2 separate regions of the Sus scrofa genome follow, and region 2 is linked to region 1. A link is a contact called in public Hi-C data. All regions are on one chromosome and are shown on one strand. Each heading gives the region's core, a stretch centred on a gene start, on an enhancer-like site or on the middle of the called end of the contact. The rest is flanking DNA. Distances are from core to core; before and after follow the strand shown.

The links. Hi-C and Micro-C count contacts between places; a contact is called where the count stands out from the background.
Region 2: a Hi-C map of liver shows a contact between it and region 1, with 7 times the contacts expected there. The contact joins the promoter of RECQL here to the promoter of C2CD5 in region 1. A contact is called at or near these places in 2 of 47 Hi-C or Micro-C datasets (liver and skeletal muscle) and 1 of 2 datasets of contacts at active chromatin or transcription factors (alveolar macrophages).

What each region holds. Positions count from the first base shown.
Region 1 is chr5:51,038,886-51,043,236 of Sscrofa11.1, reverse strand. C2CD5 (C2 domain-containing protein 5) reads right to left here and starts at 2,718. Exons shown (of 25, transcript XM_021092231.1): 1 at 2,502-2,718; 2 at 2,229-2,347. The coding sequence starts at 2,318. It overlaps LOC110260726 (a long non-coding RNA gene), which reads left to right and starts at 2,953. Exons shown (of 5, transcript XR_002344084.1): 1 at 2,953-3,134.
Region 2 is chr5:51,951,756-51,956,599 of Sscrofa11.1, reverse strand. It overlaps RECQL (RecQ like helicase), which reads right to left and starts at 3,140. Exons shown (of 15, transcript NM_001253707.1): 1 at 3,056-3,140; 2 at 325-367. The coding sequence starts at 340. GOLT1B (golgi transport 1B) reads left to right here and starts at 3,286. Exons shown (of 5, transcript NM_001243500.1): 1 at 3,286-3,439. The coding sequence starts at 3,415.

The DNA.
Region 1 (4,351 bases), core at 1,469-3,968:
TGATGTTCCCTCTGCCTGGTAAAATCCTGGGTATCCTGCAAGACCCAGCTCAAATGTCACTGTCCTAGAAAGCCTCCTTAAATGTTTACTTCAGTGACAGAATTAAGATTCCACATTCTACAAAAACACTTAACATCTTGTCTGGAAAGGCAGTATTAGCACAGTGGTTAAGATTCAAACTGACCACAAGGTTATGGAGATTTACAAGGTTAAGTCACCTTAGGCAAACTATTTACTGTTCCTAGGCTTTTTTTTTTCAGTTGTAAACTATTTTTACTATAAAAACAGGGTCAATACAGGTTGACAATGCAAGTATTACCTGAGAACGTGTCCCCTTGGTTCCTGAATTTGCTAGGTTTCTATATACCAGCAAGCCTCCATTAGCACTTCAGAGGTTTCATGGTCCTTTTCAGATATTCTTTGATTGATTATATGTATACATTGTTTGGAAACAAGAGTCCATATGACACTAAACAAAAAAATCTGATGTATCTTTCAGATACTTCAACTGCAATATGGGACAATAACAATACAATAGCAGGACTATTTTAAGAATTAAGAATTGAAAAATACTTAGAATATTCCTGGCAATAGTGAAACTCAATACATGTTAGCTATTATTTTTCAACCTCAACTGTGTGGGTCAGTCTCTGAGATACTTGAAAGCATAATCTTTGTTTTGACAATCTGTGTATCGCCATGACCTATCACCTGTCCCAAAACACACTTAGTAACTGTTTCTCAAATAAAAATGAAGTTAAGATTGAGAACTGAAGAAAAAAAAAAAAAAAAGAGTTCCCGTCGTGGTGCAGTGGTTAACGAATCCGACTAGGAACCATGAGGTTGCGGGTTTGATCCCTGGCCTTGCTCAGTGGGTTAACGATCCGGCGTTGCCGTGAGCTGTGGTGTAGGTCGCAGATGCGGCTCAGATCCCGAGTTGCTGTGGCTCTGGCGTAGGCTGGCAGCTACAGCTCCGATTCGACCCCTAGCCTAGGAACCTCCATATGCCACGGGAGCAGCCCAAGAAATGGCAAAAAGACAAAAAAAAAAAAAAAAAAAAAAAAAAGATTGAGAACAGCAGCAATGTTTAAGCTAGAGAATCTTTAGGGAAGATCAATTTTTTTTTTTTTTTTTTTTTTTTTTTTTTTGTCTTTGTAGGGCCACACCCAGGGCATATAGAAATTCCCTGGCTAGTGGTCTTATCGGAGCTGCAGCTGACCAGCCTACGCCACAGCCACAGTGGCTCCGGATCTAAGCTGCGACTGCGACCTACATCACAGTTCACAGAAACATTGGATCCTTAACCCGCTGAGGGAAGCCAGGGATCAAACTCACGTCCTCAAGGATACTAGTCAGGTTCGTAACCACTGAGCCACGCCAGGAACGCCAACATTTTATATTGAGATGAAATCAGGCTGTATATTATCATATATCTATCAACTCTAAGGATTAATAACCCAAATGATGATTGTTTTAACACTCTGGCTCATCATGACAATTTTTATTACAATCCTACTTGGCTTCTTTCAGACTCTGGTGTATTACTTTCCTGGGCCCTAGGCCTGTGCTAATTTGCATGAGTTTTAAACTAATCATTAGATTTAAAAAGCAATTGTGCAATTTAAATCCTTGGCACTTAATTGGCTTGCTACCTCAAGGCATTAAATTACCCTGAAAGATTTCTTCAGACCTACCAGTCTATACAAGAACAAGAAAGTGTTACAGTTGTGTTGTAGAACTTAAACCGATGATTCAGAAAATACGATGTTAAACAGTGGATCACCCTGCAGCTCTCCAAGTGCCCATAACGGACTGTATCTACACTTTCGGACACCATCTCCATCACTTTAGCATTAAAATTAAAAGCCCAGCTGTCCGGCCCCGAAAAGAGGTTGGGGGTGGGTGGCTGGGTGGGTGTGTTTCGGCGGCCGCGTGGCCACGCCTTGGGATCTCCTGACTGGCAGGTGGCCTGTTAGGCGTCCTGACATCAGGGTCACCCCAGGAGGCAGAGCAGTAACTGCCTCCCCGCGCGGCAGGGCTTGACAACGCCTGCGAGCCGTGCACCCATCACATGGGCTGCAGTCAACCCTTGAGGGAGAGCTAGCCAAGCACGGCACACGGCAGGGCAGGAGGCAGAGGAATGGGCTGAGGGGCTGCGGGCGAGATGGGTAGGATCCTAACAGGGCTTGGCGTGCCCTGTGTTTGGAGGGTCAGGACCTTGCACCAACCTCCACGAAGGCATCAGTCAGGTCACTAGCTCGGTCCATCACTGGCAAATGGCGCCCGGCCACGATTTTCACCTTCAGCTTCCCAGGCATCGTCTCGGCTTCGGCCTCTGCTTGGGCTCCTGCAGAAACAAACAAGCGAGTCTGCGTCGAGCGCCCAGGCGGGCGGGGGAGGGGCGGGAGCGCGCGGGGAACGGCGCGCGCCGAAGGGAGCGCGCGGGGTCACTGACAGCGGAGGGCGCGCGGAGGCGCGCTGCGCCGCTGGCCGCCACTTACTCTGAGAAGAGACAGCGGGCCGTCTCGCGCGGGAGCTGAGGCCTCATTCCGGAGAGGCAGCTAGAGGAGTGGCCCCGGTGGAGGCTTCTGACCCGGCGCCACACCGCTGGCAAGAGAAGCAAAAGCCACTCGGCATCCCGTTGAACCGCCGCAGCCCAGACAAGCGTTTCTCCTCCCCCCAAAATGGCGGCTCCCCGGGCGGGGTGGAGGCATCGATCGCTCGGCGCTCGGCGCACCTCTCCGGGGAGAGACTAAATTCGCTTACAGATCACCGAGGCGGGACGGATTTCGGGGAGGCCGGGAGGCAGGGGAACGCGTCGAGCCCCGCATCATCCACCGAGCCCCGGCTGTAGGTTAGCGCCCAGGACGAAAGCCCGCTCAGTCTTCCGGGGGTGAATCACAGGTTCCCTCAGTGGCTTCCCTGCGGGCGGCTGCCTTCCCACTTGCGACGCTGCATTTCCGAAGGGCTGGGACAGAAGGAGCAGCAACGGTGACAACCAGCGGAGCGATTCCAGTCTTTTACGACCCATTTAGTTCTTGAAATCAGCTTACCTGGTTTTTACGTGGGAAGGGTACAGTTTTTGTTTTATATGAAATGGAGTGCGGAATTTCAGGAACATTTTGGATAGTGGAGTAAGTAGCACTCCTTATTCAGATATATATACGTGTACGGTGTACTGGGTTATAGTTGTTAAGGTAGGTCTTGGGGGCGAGTGGGGTGTTGAACACTTCGGAATCCAAAGCCACTCTTAGACCATCTCAGTGTGGTTATTAAGCATCTACAAACCTAAATACCAAGATTTCTGGCAGGAGTTCACAACCTCCTACCATAGGAAATTGTGCTCAAATGCAAGAAATGGACCAGTTGAGCTTAATTAAACATCTTGAAGAGTCGACCCAGTTACAGATACAGACAGCTATAGATAAACATTGCTAAAATGAAGCCTAATCTGTAGGTTCAAACCTTCAAAAAAAGATTAAGAAAATTGAGACATACACACAGGAGGTAACACAAATCACTCCATACCAAATATCAAGAGCAGCATTAACAATACATGCCTTAACAAGTACCAAAATTGGCATTAACAGTTACAGTAGAAAGAATATACCACTGGATTCATCAATAGAGGAAAATTCACAAATGAGATAGCAGGATGCTATTTTTACCTTTAGTACTCAACTGAGAAAGGCATCCAAATTGGGAGGGAGGAAGTTAAACTGTCATTATTTGCAGGTGACATTAGAAAGGCTCCACACTGAAAAACTGTTAAGAACTGATAAATGAATTCAGTATAGTTGCAGGATTCAAAATCAATATATAGAAATCGTTTGCTTTCTATAAATGAGTAACCAACTATCCAAGAAATTAAGGAACCATTTATAATTGTATAAAAAAGAATAAAATACCCAGGAATAAATTTAACCAAAGAGGTAAAGACTTGGATACACAAAAACGTATGACTTTGATGAGAGAAATAATGTCAAAATGTTTTTCAGTATTAATTTTTTGAAAAATAATGAAATATATTAGAAAATAGTCCATACTCATGGATTGAAAGAATTAGTATTGTTTGTCCATACTAGCCAAAGCAATCTAGAGATTTAATGCAATTTCTATCAAAATTACAATGGCATTTTTTAAAGGACTATAACAATTCTAAAATTTGTATGGAACCAGGAAAGACCATGAATAGCCATTGAAATCTTGAGAAAGAAGCACAAAACTGGAGGTATCATGCTCCCTGATTTCAGACTATACTGCAAAGCTGCAATATCAAAACAGGATGGTATTGTCATAGAAATAGACATACATCAATGAACAGAATAAAGAGTCCAGAAATAGACTGATC
Region 2 (4,844 bases), core at 1,891-4,390, 910 kb before region 1:
GCATAGGCCGGTGGCTACAGCTCTGATTAGACCCCTGGCTTGGGAACCTCCATATGCCATGGGTGCGGCCCTAGAAAAGGCAAAAAGACAAAAAAGGGAGTATTTTACACAATAAAAAAAATCTGCAAAAAACATCATTTCCATAACCAGAATTTTAAAACAAATATTTTAAAATTTATTTTTATTAAGACTTGTTTAGAGCAGCTTAAAGTTTCAGTCAAATTGAGGGGAAGGTACAGAGAAAAACAAAATTTTTTTCTTTTCACAGAACATGCAATTAGAAACAGAACCAAATGAATGACAAAATGTAATCATCTCACTAACCTGAAATGGATGCCATCCTAACGTTGGAGAGCCAAATTTCTTTCTAAAAATGAAAGAAAAGTCATAGCAGTAATTCTTTTTAAAACAGTACTGTTGATAATTCTCGATAATCTGTCACTACTAGGCACAAAAAAATGTTACAAAGTAAATTGTATACTGCAGTGACCTTTCAATAAGGACTACATGGCTCTTCTAATTCTACTTTTTATGGAAAATTCTCTAAATTTCAGAGAAGTGTCCAAAGTCACATAAACATATAACAACAAGGATGATATCATGAACACGGAAACATCCACCAGATACAAAGTGATGGCACAAAAAAGAGGAACGCTTTGAGGTTAAACAGTTTCAGCACTAAATTACTGTGTGATCTGAGCAAAGTCAGACAACCTGTTCCTCTCAGTCCCTTTCCCCATCTGTAAAATTGGATGATAGAATCCATTTACAAATTACAAGTTGGGTAGATTCAAATGTCCCAGATAAAGCAAAACCCATCAAGATAATACTAAAATTAATCATTTAACATTTTACCAAGTTTTTGCTTTAAAGGGTTCCAATTTAGGCTCAATCTGGAGTTTTTGCTTTGTTGGGTTTTTTTTGGGGGGGAGGGAGGCACACCTATGGCAAGTGGAAATTCCCAGGCCTGGAATCAAACCTACACTCAAGCCACAGCAGCGACACTGACAACACTGGATAATCCTCTTGCACCACAAGGGAATTCCAATTTAGGCTCAATATTAAAGGAGGAATTGGTATTCTACAGAAGGGTGAGACTTCAGAAGGAAAGAACATGAAAAGGTCTGAAGTCGGGGGAGGGGGAGACCTGGTTTGTATGAAGGAACTAATCATTATTTCTGAATGACTAAAACTGAAGAATACACAGTGGCAGGAGGTGAAGTTTGGGGGTAGGAACTTTATTTGGCTTGTACATAATCTCCTGCAACACCTCCCCCAACTCTGATATGGACAACCAACATTTTCCAAAACTAACTTGGAATGTTCTCTAAAGGTAGCTTCAGCATCCCCCTACCCTTCCTCAGACTGCTAACCTAATGCCTTCCTCATGTAGAATTCTAAAGCCAACACCAGACTGGAACAGGGTCTTCTTTGCCTCACTAAGTCTGCAATATCCACACCACTAAAAGACATTTAAGTAGAGGAGTAAACCAAGGACTTCTCATTCCTTATCTATATGAACACATCTTCACCATTTCATGGAACTATAACTCTCCTTCTCTAGACTGTAAGATTCTCCAGGAGGGCAAGGATTGAGTCTCTTGACTTCTATATCCACATAGCCTACAAAAGTGCTTGTCATTTAGGTTTGCTGAGATTGAAAGCAGAGGCAGGAGACTTTATCCTTTTTGTTCGTTTTGTCTTTTTTAGGGCCACAACACATATTGGCTAGGGGTCCAATCAGGGCTGTAGATGCCGGCCTACACCACCGGATCCTTAACCCAATGAGCAAGGCCAGGGATTGAACCTGCATCCTCATGGATACTAGTCAGATTCGTTTCCGCTGAGCCACGATGGGGACTCACGGAGCCTTCATCCTTAATGAAAGAATGTAATATACAAGCATTTCTCCCCAATATTCTAAATGATTTCTTGATTATATCATCTAAAAAAAAAAAAAACTGCTCATAAACCCCTTCCTGAAATGATGTGATTTAATAGCAAAAGCTATCTGAACATAAACTCCACCCAAAAATTAATGAGCTATCTATGATTAGTACTTCAGACAGAGCAGGTCTGTCAGAAGTATAGGCAGGCACTGTTAAAATCAAAAACAAATGGAGACCTGCCTTGAAAATTCCCTGGGCAGACAAAACCAGCACAGTCATACAAACAAAGCTTAATTTAGCTTATTTTGAAAGACTAACCTGACCTGGGGCATTTCTTGTTTATGCCTCTGGAAATCATAAGCAAAACTCAAACTGTTTCCCTAGGTTGGTATGAGGTAACCACTGACCGATTCCCTATTGTTTTAAAAAAATGTTAATATAATCAATAAGCGTCAAGAATAGAGTCACTGCCCTTACTAAATAAGATGCTTTACAACAATATATAGTCCAGAGTCTCATCCCATGTTTTTATTTGAGTGCTCCTGGTTGGCTAGCTGTCTTTCAGGTGGGTATGCAATGAACTTTTACTAATTACTACTTCCGTGATTGAGTGGTTTTATTTCTTCTGTATCTGAACTTCTGACAGCATCCTCAGGGACTCAAGTCAGTCATGCACGCTGGACATCAGGTACTACAGGCTAAATCACACATACGCATCATCCCTCTCCCCGCCACTGTATTTAGACGCAGTAACAATTTAATAATACCCTCCCCTAGGCGTCTCCAGTGGCGCTTCCCAATAAATGGTGGTTGCAAAAAAAAAAAAAAAAAAACCGTGGGTGACCAAGCCTCCAGTATGGAAAAGGCTAAAGATGCCCGAGCTGGGGAGGGGTCGGCAGCGGAACGTTCCCCTAAAGGCCGGAGTTCCATTAGAGCTGGGCGATGATGGAGAGTTCCATTAGAGGGGAAAGGGCACCCGTTTCGCCCTGCCAATGTAGTAGTGGAAGGAAGTGGCCCGGCCTCATGTCAAGCTAGAAAAAGAAATATTAGCTCTTTCAAAGCGGAAACAGGAGCTACCCCACAACCTCTCCCCAAGGCGTTAAGGAACACCCACGCCTCCCCGGTCTCCGACCCCAGGAAGCCCCACACTAAGATCCGTTACCCACCACTTTCAGCTGCGGTCCAATAAAAACTTCCCGCCACCAGGCTTTCCTTTCTCTCCAGCCGGGAGCATCCGCCCTTCCGGGTCGGTTTTTTCAGCCAATTGCAAGCAACACCCCTCTCTAATTGGTCGAGGGATGTGATCACCAGGTGCATCACTGAACAAGACAATTTATTATTGGTCGATCTTGGGAGCGGTTTTAGCCAATGGAAAGCAGCCTTGAAGCTGGGGTGGAGGCGGCTGCGTGTTTCCGGAAGACGTGGCGGCTCTTGCCTGGGCTGCTTCCCGGCTTCTTTTCTCCGACTCCGCTTCACACCCTGGCCGCCCCGAGGTGCTATCGCCGCCGCCCTCACCGCTGCAGCCATGATCTCCTTAACGGACACCCAGAGTAAGCAACTGCCCCGGAACCCCCGCCTCGAGCCCCTCACACCCCTTGCTCAGGCTGAGTGTCGCCCTCCCGCCCCCCGCCCGCCGGTGTTAATGAATGAAGCTACGCGACTGGGGCGGCGGCCTGGAGACTGAGCTAGGACTGCGGGCAGCTGGAGAGCTGCCTGGAGGCGCCGAGGGTTGCACTTATACTGGTGAACCTGGCCTGGGCCGGAGAGTCAGTGGAGTCTGGGGAGATGCCCGCGCTGGGAGGGGGAGCTTTTGGCGAGCGTCAGTCTCGCGCCAGGGTCGCGCCGCACTTACTCCCAGGGAGATGGGCGCTTTGTTCCCGCGGACGGCCGCGAGAGAAAGTTTGATGCGTGGTGCCCGCGGCCCATTCTTGAAGACACTTCTGCACATGACACACGTGGGGTCTTCTACAAGTTACTGCTGGTTGTTTGGGAGGCCGTGTTTTAAATGTCACCTATGGTAGGCTCTTTCTGAAAATGTGCTTACGCTTAAATATTTTGAGTATTTGCCTTGTGCCACCACTGGAAGCCGCCTTTTAAAAATCTTGTAAAATGACTTCACTTTTCTACCGGCTGATGTCTCCCCGGTAGTAAACTTTGTGATTAGTTAAACGATTTCTTTCATTAATATTGTATATTGTTTTGTGGCATGTTTTATTATTTCAGCATCTCTTTCTACCGGCCACAGAGTTCTCCAGGCCTATTTTATATCTAGGATTACACTGTTTTTTCTTTTTTCTTTTTTTATCTAGAAGAGTTAGACTTTTCTAACCTGTGTATCTTAATAATTTTGCATTTACATATCTGCCAACCCTGTGTTTCCTATCTTTTAATGGTCGTGAGGAGCTTTTTATCTCACTTTGTTTTATCTGCCACGCCTTTTTTTCTTATTCTGTATAACTTGAATTATAAAGATTTTAAGAATTAAACGGTCCATTGAAATAGCAATAGAATTTCATTTAAAAATGCTCTGTTTTAAAGTGGAGTTGGTAAGGTTTGGATTCAAGTTATGGCTAACTTGAACTTCATGCATCTTCTAGTATCTCCTGCACAAGGTGCCTCCCCAATCACTCTCCCTCACTTTCTCAGGTTGGACTGAGTCTGCACCTTGGATGCCCATTTTGGTCTACCTGTTCTGATCAGAGAAAATACAAGTATAGTACTTTTTTGTTTGTGAGGGGTTCTTTTTTTGGGGGGTGTGATTCTTTTTTAATTACTGTTAAAATAAAACTAGCAGTCATATAAAATTGTTTAAAAGCATCTTATTTCAGTTTACCATGTGCTTTAATATAAATCATTGTCCTTAATTCTTATAAAAGCCCTATAAGGCAAAGAATAATGTCTCTTATAAATTAAAGGAAGCTCAAAAGAAATTCAGTGTATAATCATACATGACAG